3 separate regions of the Mus musculus genome follow, and all the other regions are linked to region 2. A link is a contact called in public HiChIP or PLAC-seq and promoter capture Hi-C data. All regions are on one chromosome and are shown on one strand. The core of a region is the stretch at or near the end of the contact, and the rest is flanking DNA. Distances in the headings are between cores, read along the strand shown. Region 1 holds the start of Isyna1 (myo-inositol 1-phosphate synthase A1). Region 2 holds the start of Unc13a (unc-13 homolog A). Region 3 holds the start of Kxd1 (KxDL motif containing 1).

Region 1 (3,110 bases), core at 469-2,968, 1.1 Mb before region 2:
CGGTGCCTCCAGGTCCTTTCTTAGAGTTTGTCTTCTGTACACAAAGCAGGTGAACCGCCAACTTTCAAAGTCTATAATAAATTTGATGGAATTTAACCTCTCTGTGGTTTGAGTATGTCACTGTAGGGGTGGGGTAGCCCTAAGTGAGAGCTTGACCCAGAGCCCCGAGGGCTTTGGCAAGGTGTGAGCACTGCAGTGCTGGGCATGGGCATGGGCAGAGTGGGCTCCCCTGCAGCACCCAGGCCTTCAGGTGAGAAGGTGCTGCCCTCTACTAGAATAGGTGGGACAGAAAGTTTGCTTGAGACTGACACCCTTTTAAAAACAATAGACCCCAGCGAGAATTACCTGTCTCTTAGAGCTGTCAGTCCAGCTAGCATCTGAGGCCATGGAGGCCGAGCATGGCCACCATCAGCCCCTGGCTCCAAGCAGAAAGCACAGGCTGGGCATGCGTCAGAGGCAGCATGTTTGTTTTCAAAGGGAAAAGTCAAAGGCAGCCTGTGAGGGAGGGCTGGGGTCAGTAGGACTCCCTTGAGGCCTTGGCCAGACTTCTGACAGTTCTGAGGCAGCTGAGGGGGTGGAAGGAGAGTCAGGCACCCTGTGGGCCGCTGTGTACTCACTACCTAGGAACAGCTTGACCATGCTCTTCCATCGCCTTCCCAGAGCCCAGGGCTAACCCTTGTCCCCACGCACCTCCCAACCAGAGCAGTCTGCTACAGCGACCCCAACCCCACCCTGGTCAAGGATGTCCTCCCGGGAAGGGCCCTTTTGGGGACTCGGCCTTGCTCCCAGCCCCGAGCCCCTTGCAAAATGAATGTCCCAGTGCAGTCTTTCTGCCTCAACCTCCCAAATGCTGAGATGACCGATATTGGCCACCAGACAGTTTCATTACCTAAAAGAGATAAACAATCTGCCATTTCTACTGTGGCACACCACAAGAGGACAGAAAGTGGGCAGCAATCTAAAGCACAACCCATTTCCCCATGGTGCTCCTCAGCCCTTGCATCTGAGACCCTCCCCGGAGCTTTACTTTAGGGGGTGTAGCGGGTTCCGCCTGTAGTTCTCCCATGACAATCTCCCCTTCATACATCAAAACGATCCCCAACAGTCCCCTCCTCTGGGAACCCTGCCTGAGTCTCTTCACCGGGATGAGTTCAGTTGGGCTGGTTCGTGTTAGCAACGGCAAATAAAGTCTTGACACCCACAGAGCGGGCCCCCTCTTATTTTCGTGCAGACATTTCGGACAATCCACCTTTTTGGCACAGCTCCAGCTGTGGAAAGTTTCCGCTAGGAGGAGGCCACTTGTTTTGGAAAGTTCTGGGGGCACCTCCCCCGCCTGCCTGCCGAGTTCCCATGTTCCTTATCACTGTGCCTACCCAGGGGGAGGCCGCGTAGACCTGCCCATTCTGTCTCCTCCTCTGGGCAGGGCCATCAGGCCAGTGATCGCAGCTGGAGGACTGGGAGAGGGCGGGACAGACAGCCGAGCAGCTCTGAGACCCCCCCCCCCCCCAAAAAGCCCCTCGACCAGACATGCCCCACCTCCCTGTCGGTGGCCATCGCTCATTGGCTGCCTGGTGGTACAAGGGTGCGCAGCGAGGTAACGCGCAAGACGCTCGCGCCTGAGACTCCTTCCGGCTACCTGGGTTTAGAGCACCCAGAACCCTGGTCGCAAGTCACGCCCATCAGGGGCGTGGTCGAGGCGTGGCATCGGCGTTTTTCTTCGCTGCCCCAGAGCCCTCGGGCCCACGCTGTCCGCTGCCGCAGTCTGATCCAACTCTGGGCCGGTAAGTACGAACCTATCCTAGGCCGTAAGGTTGGCTCTCGGGTGGTGATTCCGCGCTCACTGGCTCTGGCCCACAGCTCGCCACGATGGAGCCCGCCGCCGAGATCCTCGTGGATAGCCCGGACGTGGTCTACAGCCCCGAAACCATCGAGGCGCGCTACGAGTACCGGACAACGCGCGTCAGCCGCGAGGGCGGCGTGCTGCGGGTGCGCGCGGGGCGCGGGCGGCGGAGGACACTGGGAACCCGAGGTCCCGCGACTCACTCCCAACTCTTCCTTAGGTGCAGCCCAGGGCTACGCGTTTCACCTTCCGCACCGCCCGGCAGGTGCCCCGACTCGGGGTCATGTTGGTCGGCTGGGGCGGGAACAACGGCTCCACGCTCACTGCTGCTGTTCTGGCCAATCGGCTGCGCCTAACCTGGCCCACGCGCACAGGTCGCAAGGTGGGGGCCGTGGCTACTAGGAGAATACGGGGTGGGGGTGTGGCGAGCAGAACTGGGGGAGGGGCGTGGCTTGTTGGACTAGCGCGTCTCAGCAAGCCGGACCCCTCAGCCCCTCAACACCCTGCTCTGCTTGCCGCACCCCCTCCCTTCCCAGGAGGCAAACTATTATGGATCGTTGACCCAGGCGGGCACCGTGAACTTGGGTCTGGATGAGAACGGCCGGGAGGTGTTTGTGCCCTTCAGTGCGCTGCTACCCATGGTGGCCCCCAACGACCTGGTGTTTGATGGTGGGCAAAGCCTCGGGACGGGATGGGGTTAAGTGTGGGAGGGCCCAGGGTACGGGATGGGTCCTGTGTTAAGGGTCCCCGCAACCCAGGCTGGGATATCTCGTCGCTGAACCTGGCCGAGGCCATGCGGCGCGCGCAGGTCCTGGACTGCGGTCTGCAGGAACAGCTGTGGCCCCACATGGAGAGCCTGCGTCCGCGGCCCTCAGTCTACATTCCTGAGTTCATCGCTGCCAACCAGACAGCACGTGCGGACAACCTCATCCCTGGCACACGTGCCCAACAGGTGGGGTCCTCGACCCACTCCCAGGCCTTACTGTCACCTGTTACATGGCCACATGGTCTCTCCCTTTGGCAATAATTCCTATACCCCGGGGCCCAAGCCTCCGGACAACTTAAGACAACCTCCACCTAATCTTCCTCCTTCCTTTCCCAGTTGGAGCAAATCCGAAAGGACATTAGAGATTTCCGATCCAGTGCGGGATTGGATAAGGTCATCGTGCTGTGGACCGCCAATACGGAGCGCTTCTGCGAGGTGGTCCCAGGTCGCAATGACACAGCAGAAAACTTGCTACATACTATCCAGGTGTGCGTTTGCCCAAGA
Region 2 (3,428 bases), core at 2-2,501:
ACAGCTGAGCCTCCGGTTTGCGTCAGAGTTGGGGTGACGCGCCCCCCCCCCCCCGCCCCAGGAGGCAGGATGGGAGGACACGGGATTCAGGGAGCTCCCGAGGTGAGGATCCCCTTCACGTTCAGCTCCGCTTACTTCCCAGGTCTGGAAGCCGCGGATACCCAGTAATCCTGGGCAGTCGGAACCTTCGAGGCACAGGGTCAGAGAAAAGAGTTCCTGCTCCTTTAAGAACACCCGCGTCCAACAGACTAGAGCGATGCACCGCGGGGCGCGGGCGGGCTGGGCCGGGTTTGTGAATGGAGCAGCGAGCGGAGGGGGAGGGGGGGACAGGGAGGGGGAGGGGCAGAGGGGCGGGGCCATCTAGGGCTACACAGCCGCGGAGCTCAAATCCGCACACCGCCGCCCAGGTCTCCCGCCGCCTGGGTTCTGAGGGGATGGAGACTCGCCCTCTTCCTTACACAGCTTCCTGGAGGTGGGAAGGGGAAAGGGAGTAGGGGGTTCACCCCCCACCCTCCAAACCTAGAGCTCACAACGGTATCGGCACGCATCGCTACATGGCCAGTCGGTCGCCCAAGGTCTCCCGCTGTAGAGTTACCTGGCAGCCGTGCCTAGCCCCACCCGGAACTTCGAGGGGTGCAGGGGTCACACCTCTCCCGTTATTCCCTCCCTACTCTCCAAATGCGGAGCGTGGGCCTGGGCGTGGGCCTCGGTGCAGATGGCGTTTTGGCCCCAAAATAGCTGCTCCCCCACATCTCCTTCCCTTCCTCCAGCCCTAGGGGTGAGGCGAAGAGGGAGCCACGAGCTTCCGCGGAGCCTGCTGCACTGTTTAGGGCATACTGGGGATCGGAGAGGTTGCTCCTACGCTCAGTCCGGGCCCATTACCCCTAAACGCCCCACCCTCGCGCGCACGGTCCGCCGTCTCCTCAGCCCCAACCAGGGCCTATAAACCGTCTACACAGGCGCCCCGAGTCCCTCATCCACTCGTGTGAGTGACAGGAAGAGCACCTAGGGCTGATCCAAGTGCGCCCTGAAGCGCGCACCGGGGGTCCCCCTGCTGTGCAGCCCGACTCGGCTCATCCACGCACACCCCGCACTTTTCCCGCGTCCACGCAGAACCTACCTCCCACGCACAGCAGAGACATGACTCCAGGCGGCTAGAGCGCGGCGGGTGCAGCGCGGGGCTCAGGGCTTATGCCGGGGCCCGGCCGCCGGCCATGTCGCTTCAGCACCGGGGGCGCGGACAGCGCCTGACGCGCTCTGACGCTGCGGCGTGGGCGGAGCCGGAGACGCGTGACGGGGCGGGGCCGGGCAGACGCCTTAAAGGGCTCGTAAACTGCGGGGAGTCCAGGCCAGGTCGTATCTGTTTCAAAGCCCTTTGCTTTCTGGCTCAGCCTCGATGAGTATTTCTGTCCGTGCTCCACCTACCTAGGTCTCCACGTTTCTATTTCCTCTCTGAGCCACCTAACCTGTGCTCTTGTTTTACATTCTCCTGGGTAACAGAACTGCTATTTGCTGTCAATTCCCCATCTTCAGTGCCGCAGGAAGCTGTTTGTTTATTGGTTTTTTTGTTTGTTTTTTAATCCGGGTACTGACACTTGCGAGACATGTGCCTTACCTTCCCCGTATGAGGCATATACTCTACCACAGGCACATATCTCTGCCCATTTTATAACTTTACTTCTTGCGGGCCATGGACGTAATAGATCTCTGCGAGTCTGTGGCCATCCTAGTCTGCATAGTGAGATTCTATCTCTAAAAACCAAAACAAACAAAAAACACACGTTTATTGGGTCTGGAGAGCTGCCCAGAGGTTAAGAGCACCAGCTGGTCTTCCAGAGACCCCAGCCTTCTGTTCCTCGCACCCACATGGTAGCTCCCAACCATCCACAGACATGCACAGAAAGCAAAATAAATCTAAAATTTTTTTTATACATTACATTGTTTATGTGTGTAGAAATGAGGCACACACATATCACAGCGCCCATGGAGATCAGAAGGCAACTTTCCAGACTTGATTCTCTTTCCACTATGTGGGTTCCAGGAATAGAATTCATGGCTTCAGGCTTGGCAGGAGGAGCTCACTGGGATATTGTGCAGAGCTTCTTGATTTTTTTCCATGTGTGGAATGTGTGTGTGTGTGTGTGTGTAAGACAGAGTTTGCATGTGCCTGTGTGTGCATGTGAGTATGTTTGTGTGTGTCCATGTGTCTGTGTGTGTGAGTGTGTCTGTATGTGTCTATGTGAGTGTGTTTGTGCTTGTGTGTCTGTGTCTGTATAAGTGTGTGTGTATGAGTGTGTCTGTATGTGTTTATGTCTGAGTGTGTGTTTGTGTATCTGTGTGTCTGAGTGTATGTGTCTGTATCTGATAGTGTGTGTGTATGTGAGTGTGTCTGAGCACACACACCTGTGCATGTAAGCCCAGTGAACAACCCTGGATGCTGTTCCTCATGCACAGGTCACTTATTCATCATTGTAGCTGTTGGTAGCAGTGTCTTACTGGCCCTAAGCTCACAGCTTAGACTGGCAGCTCCTGGAGAAGGGCCTGGAGGTATGTATCAGCAGCTCCTCCTGTAGGCTTTGGAGACAGAATGGCGGCCACCCTGGCACCTCCACTTCCCTTAGGCACCTCAGGAGCATGGTAGCTACCCAGCCATCTTCACAGCCCTCTGCTGCTCTAATTAAAATTTATTTGCATTTATTTTACATTTGTGACTGTTCTGCTTGTATGTCTGTGTCCCACCTCAGTGCTTGGTGCCCACACAGGCCAGGAGAGGGTGTCAGGTCACTGACACAGGGGTTGCAGTGGTGCTGAGCCACCTTGTGGGTGCTAGGAATCAAACTTGGGTCCTCTGGAGGAGCCAGTACTCCTAACCACTGAGATGCTCAATTCCCCTGCCCCCTTCCCCCTTTGCAGAGTGACCTTCATGCTTGCTCACATGCTGAGCTAATTATGTGTTGGTGTAAATTCTAGACTCCTCCTCACTGTTTATAGGGGTGGCCCTGAGTGAACTGCCCCAGACAGCTAAGCCTCCTGTCTTGCGCTGCGCAGCCTCCACTCCCACCTGTGAGCCAGCTCCTCGCAGCCTGAGCTCCTTCCTTTAGTGTCCTTGGCTCCTGTTTTCTTTTTTTTTTTTTTGTTTTTAAGATTTATTTATTGATTATATGCAAGTACACTGTAGCTGTCCTCAGACACTCCAGAAGAGGGAGTCAGATCTTGTTACGGATGGTTGTGAGCCACCATGTGGTTGCTGGGATTTGAACTCCTGACCTTCGGAAGAGCAGTCGGTGCTCTTAACCGCTGAGCCATCTCTCCAGCCCGGCTCCTGTTTTCAATACTGCCATGCTCACTGTCCTCCATACAACCTACTGGGCTCCTCCTGTTAAGCCTCAAAAATCTATGTAAGGCCAGGTTGACCTCCAGCTATCTCT
Region 3 (3,494 bases), core at 126-2,625, 1.1 Mb before region 2:
TAGGTTAACAGCTAGCATCTCTCATGCAGAATTTTAATTCCAGAGATTTTGTTCTAGATCAGGTATCAGTCCTGGTCTGGGACTGAACTGGAAGCATGCAGAAGCCCTGGGTCCTTCAGGGCTTAAGGTCAGTTTGGGCTGTACATACTGAGTTTTGGGCCACCCTAAGATGCATGAAACCCTATTTTAAAACAGAAGCCTGGTGTGACAGCTCATGTTTGCCATCCTGGCACTCAGGTGACTAGAAGACTGTTGTAAGTTTAAAGTTAATTTGCGCTACATAATGAGTGGGAGACGAGATTGAGACACATAAGACTGTCTAAATAAATACGTGCTGGAGAGATGACTCAACGGTCAAGAGCACTGACTGCTCTTCCAGAGGTCCTGAGTTCAACTCCCAGCAATCACATGGTGGCTCACAACCATCTGTAATGGGAATCCAGTGCCCACTTCTGCTTTGTCTGAAGACAGCGACAGTTTATGTATGCACATACGTGAAATAAACAAATAAGAGTCAGGTGTGGTGAATGCCCTGCCCGTGCACAGTGCTAGAGAAGACAGTAAGAGCAGAAGTTTCAGGTCACTTTTGCTTTGTGAGTTACAGACTAGCCTGGAACAAATGAGACCCTAATCCAAAACAAGACTCAACACAAGCAGATGAGGTAACTCACGCTTGTCATCCCAGTACTTTAGAGACTGAGGAAGATGCATTTCAAGGAGACAGAGGCCCCAGTCTGGGCTGCTATCTCAAAATTTTAATGACTCTCTTTATAGTTGGGTGGCCGAGGCAGGATGATTACCAGGAACTGGAGGCTAATTTGAGCTATCATCTAAAGAAACACTAACTCTCCCCCAGGAATGTCAGGCTGACTGGAATGGCTCTGAGCCTCAAGGTCACAGTAGGAGCACAAGGAGCCGTCCGGCCCGAGTCCTCTAAACGGACTTCAACTCTTCCGGCCAAACTCTGAAGGAGAAACAACAACAACAAAAGAACCAAACCAGATAAGGCGTGACTCAAACAAACACGGGGTCCCCGCCCCTTTGAGCGGGGAAACTGAGGTACACGCGCACCCCAAGCCGCTCAGGGCTCCAGGTCACACAACTAGGGTTTCCATCTAGATTGGCCCGCGCTATCGCTGCGAATCCGGGAAAACTGAGGCTGTGTCCCCGAGCTAGGATGGGCCCTCCCTCCCCTCCGTGGCCTCCTGACGCCCCGAGTTCCCGCCCTGCCCGGCCCCGGCGGCTCCAGCCTCGGCACCTGCACATCTGGCGGCCTGGCTCGCGCTTCCGGGAGGGCGCCCTAGCGCTTACGTCATCATAGAGCGTCCACGAGCGCCCCCTGTCCTGGCGCCTAGGAGCCTGCGCGTACTCACCGCGAGGAGGCGGGAGGACCAAATTGTAGAAGCCCTAACGTGAACGCCAAAAGGATGAGCAATCGCAGCACTAGATACGCGCACGCGCTGTGTCCCAAACATGGCTTTTAAGCAATCCGGAAGTGGGCAATTAAATGTATTATTTATCAATCCAGTGTTACACAAGGAAACCCTATCTCGAAAAGTAAACAAAAAGACAAGGTCATATGTACTCAGGCTGGATTCCAGCTCGCCATGGAGCCTAGGTTACCCTTAAAATCCTGGTCATCCTGAAATGGCGTGTACGCCATTGTATGCCACCATGTGTGACTTTCAGATTTTTGAGGTATCGCTGTAGCCCAGGCTGGCCTGGTACTCGGTATTGTGAGAAATAATCCCCTCTCTCTAATAAAGAGTCTGGTGAAAGAGATGCAGGGATTTGACTTGTTTTGTTTGGGTTTTTCTAGACCGTTTCTCTGTGTAACAGAGCTCTGCCTGTTCTGGACTTGCTTATTTAGACCAAGCCAGACTCGAACTCATAGAGATCTACCGGCCTCCTGAGTGGTCGGATTGAAGGCCTGTGCCACCAGGACCGGCCAGTTTTGGTTTTATGAAACAAGATTTCTCTTTTTATCTCTGGTTTTTCTGGGACTTTTTCTGTACGTCCAAATAAGAGAAACCGTTTTTAATATGCCTTCTGCAAAAAAAGGATTTCAGCATAGAAAAAAAGGCAGAGGCTGGCATGCTGATTTCTTGCAAACAAGGCAGTATTTGATTTCTTTTTTTCTTCTCCTACTCCTTTCTTTGTGTAGTCCCGGCTGTCCAGGAATGCCCTTTAGTGTTTTGAACAGGTTGCTCTTTAACTCAGAGATCTGTCTTTCTCTGCCTCCTCTGTGCTGGGATCAAAGGTATGTACTACTATGGCCAGCTAACGTAGTAGTTTTTTTTTTTTTTTTTAAGATTTATTTATTATATGTAAGTACACTGTAGCTGTCTTCAGACACTCCAGAAGAGGGAGTCAGATCTCATTACGGATGGTTGTGAGCCACCATGTGGTTGCTGGGATTTGAACTCCGGACCTTCGGAAGAGCAGTCGGGTGCTCTTACCCACTGAGCCATCTCACCAGCCCCCCGTAGTAGTTTTTAAAGTCCTGATCATAAGTAACCTCAGGCTTTTTCCCATAACTGGATACTCAGAGAGTTACAATCTTTGTATACCTTACCATAGTCTTTAAATTCCCCATTCTATTCCAGGGATTTAAAATCTTATCAAATGAGTCGTCTAGGCTTGAGCCTGACTATTCCTTCTCTGATTGTGGCATGGGTCACATAGTACAGTGCCTGTAACTTTACAACTATCCTGGGTGCTAAGAGAAGCAGACAGCAGTGACAACTCAGGACAGGAAGAGTCTAGCACCTCATGCTACCTGTGCTTCTTTGGTGGATTCTAAGTATACCTGATACTGAAAATATACAAGAACAAATTACTTTTTACATTATGAGTCAGGAGCTGGCCTTGAAATTCCTGTCTATCCTCCCGCCCCAGCTTCACTGGGGCTGGGAATGAAGACCTGCTGCACCATACCTATCATCTGGACAGTTCTTCTATTTGAGCACCACAATATGTCTGTCCCGTGAGGTGTGAGGTGGGGATGGGGGATCTGAAGACTTATTTTTTCCTAGCAACCTGGTTCTATTTTTTTTTTAAATGTGTAACCCCTTTATTACTGTATGTGTGTGACTATTTTGCCCTTATACCATGTATGTGCCTGGTGCTCATGGAGATCAAAAGAAATCAAAAGAATCCTTGGAATTACAGACAGTTGTGAGCTGCCATGTGGGTGCTGGGAATTGAACCTAGGTCCTCTGCAAGAGCAGCCAGTGCTCTTAACTTCCAAGTCATCAAGTTCCTTTTCCTCTCTGTCCTTGACTCTCTGTCACCCCCCACCCACCCACCCACCCACCCACACCCAGCCCTAAGCAACTTGTGTCTTCTGTTTTCTGTTTAGAAAGCTTACTGATTCAGGTTGCTTACTGCTGTCTGTATGGCTGTGTAGAAGCCCCAAAGCCCACACTCCATCCTTAGATGTCTGAAAGACCCATACCAGACTGATGAAACTCAAATGTGAAAGCTGCTCAAGT

What was found. HiChIP or PLAC-seq counts read pairs in DNA pulled down with a chosen protein or histone mark. Capture Hi-C pulls out chosen DNA fragments and counts their contacts.
Region 1: a contact with region 2 is called in an HNF4G HiChIP or PLAC-seq map of pancreatic cancer cells. The contact joins the promoter of Isyna1 here to the promoter of Unc13a in region 2. A contact is called at or near these places in 1 of 39 promoter capture datasets (embryonic stem cells) and 1 of 115 datasets of contacts at active chromatin or transcription factors (pancreatic cancer cells).
Region 3: a contact with region 2 is called in a promoter capture Hi-C map of liver, with 2.0 times the contacts expected there. The contact joins the promoter of Kxd1 here to the promoter of Unc13a in region 2. A contact is called at or near these places in 1 of 39 promoter capture datasets (embryonic stem cells) and 2 of 9 other capture datasets (adipose tissue and liver).

What each region holds. Positions count from the first base shown.
Region 1 is chr8:70,592,763-70,595,872 of GRCm38.p6, forward strand. It overlaps Isyna1 (myo-inositol 1-phosphate synthase A1), which reads left to right and starts at 1,719. Exons shown (of 11, transcript NM_023627.1): 1 at 1,719-1,781; 2 at 1,858-1,986; 3 at 2,061-2,222; 4 at 2,377-2,509; 5 at 2,599-2,792; 6 at 2,943-3,092. The coding sequence starts at 1,867. Ell (elongation factor RNA polymerase II) reads left to right here. Exons shown (of 12, transcript NM_007924.2): 12 at 1-96.
Region 2 is chr8:71,670,506-71,673,933 of GRCm38.p6, forward strand. It overlaps Unc13a (unc-13 homolog A), which reads right to left and starts at 1,252. Exons shown (of 44, transcript NM_001029873.2): 1 at 1,121-1,252. The coding sequence starts at 1,142.
Region 3 is chr8:70,521,805-70,525,298 of GRCm38.p6, forward strand. Kxd1 (KxDL motif containing 1) reads right to left here and starts at 1,376. Exons shown (of 5, transcript NM_029366.2): 1 at 1,259-1,376.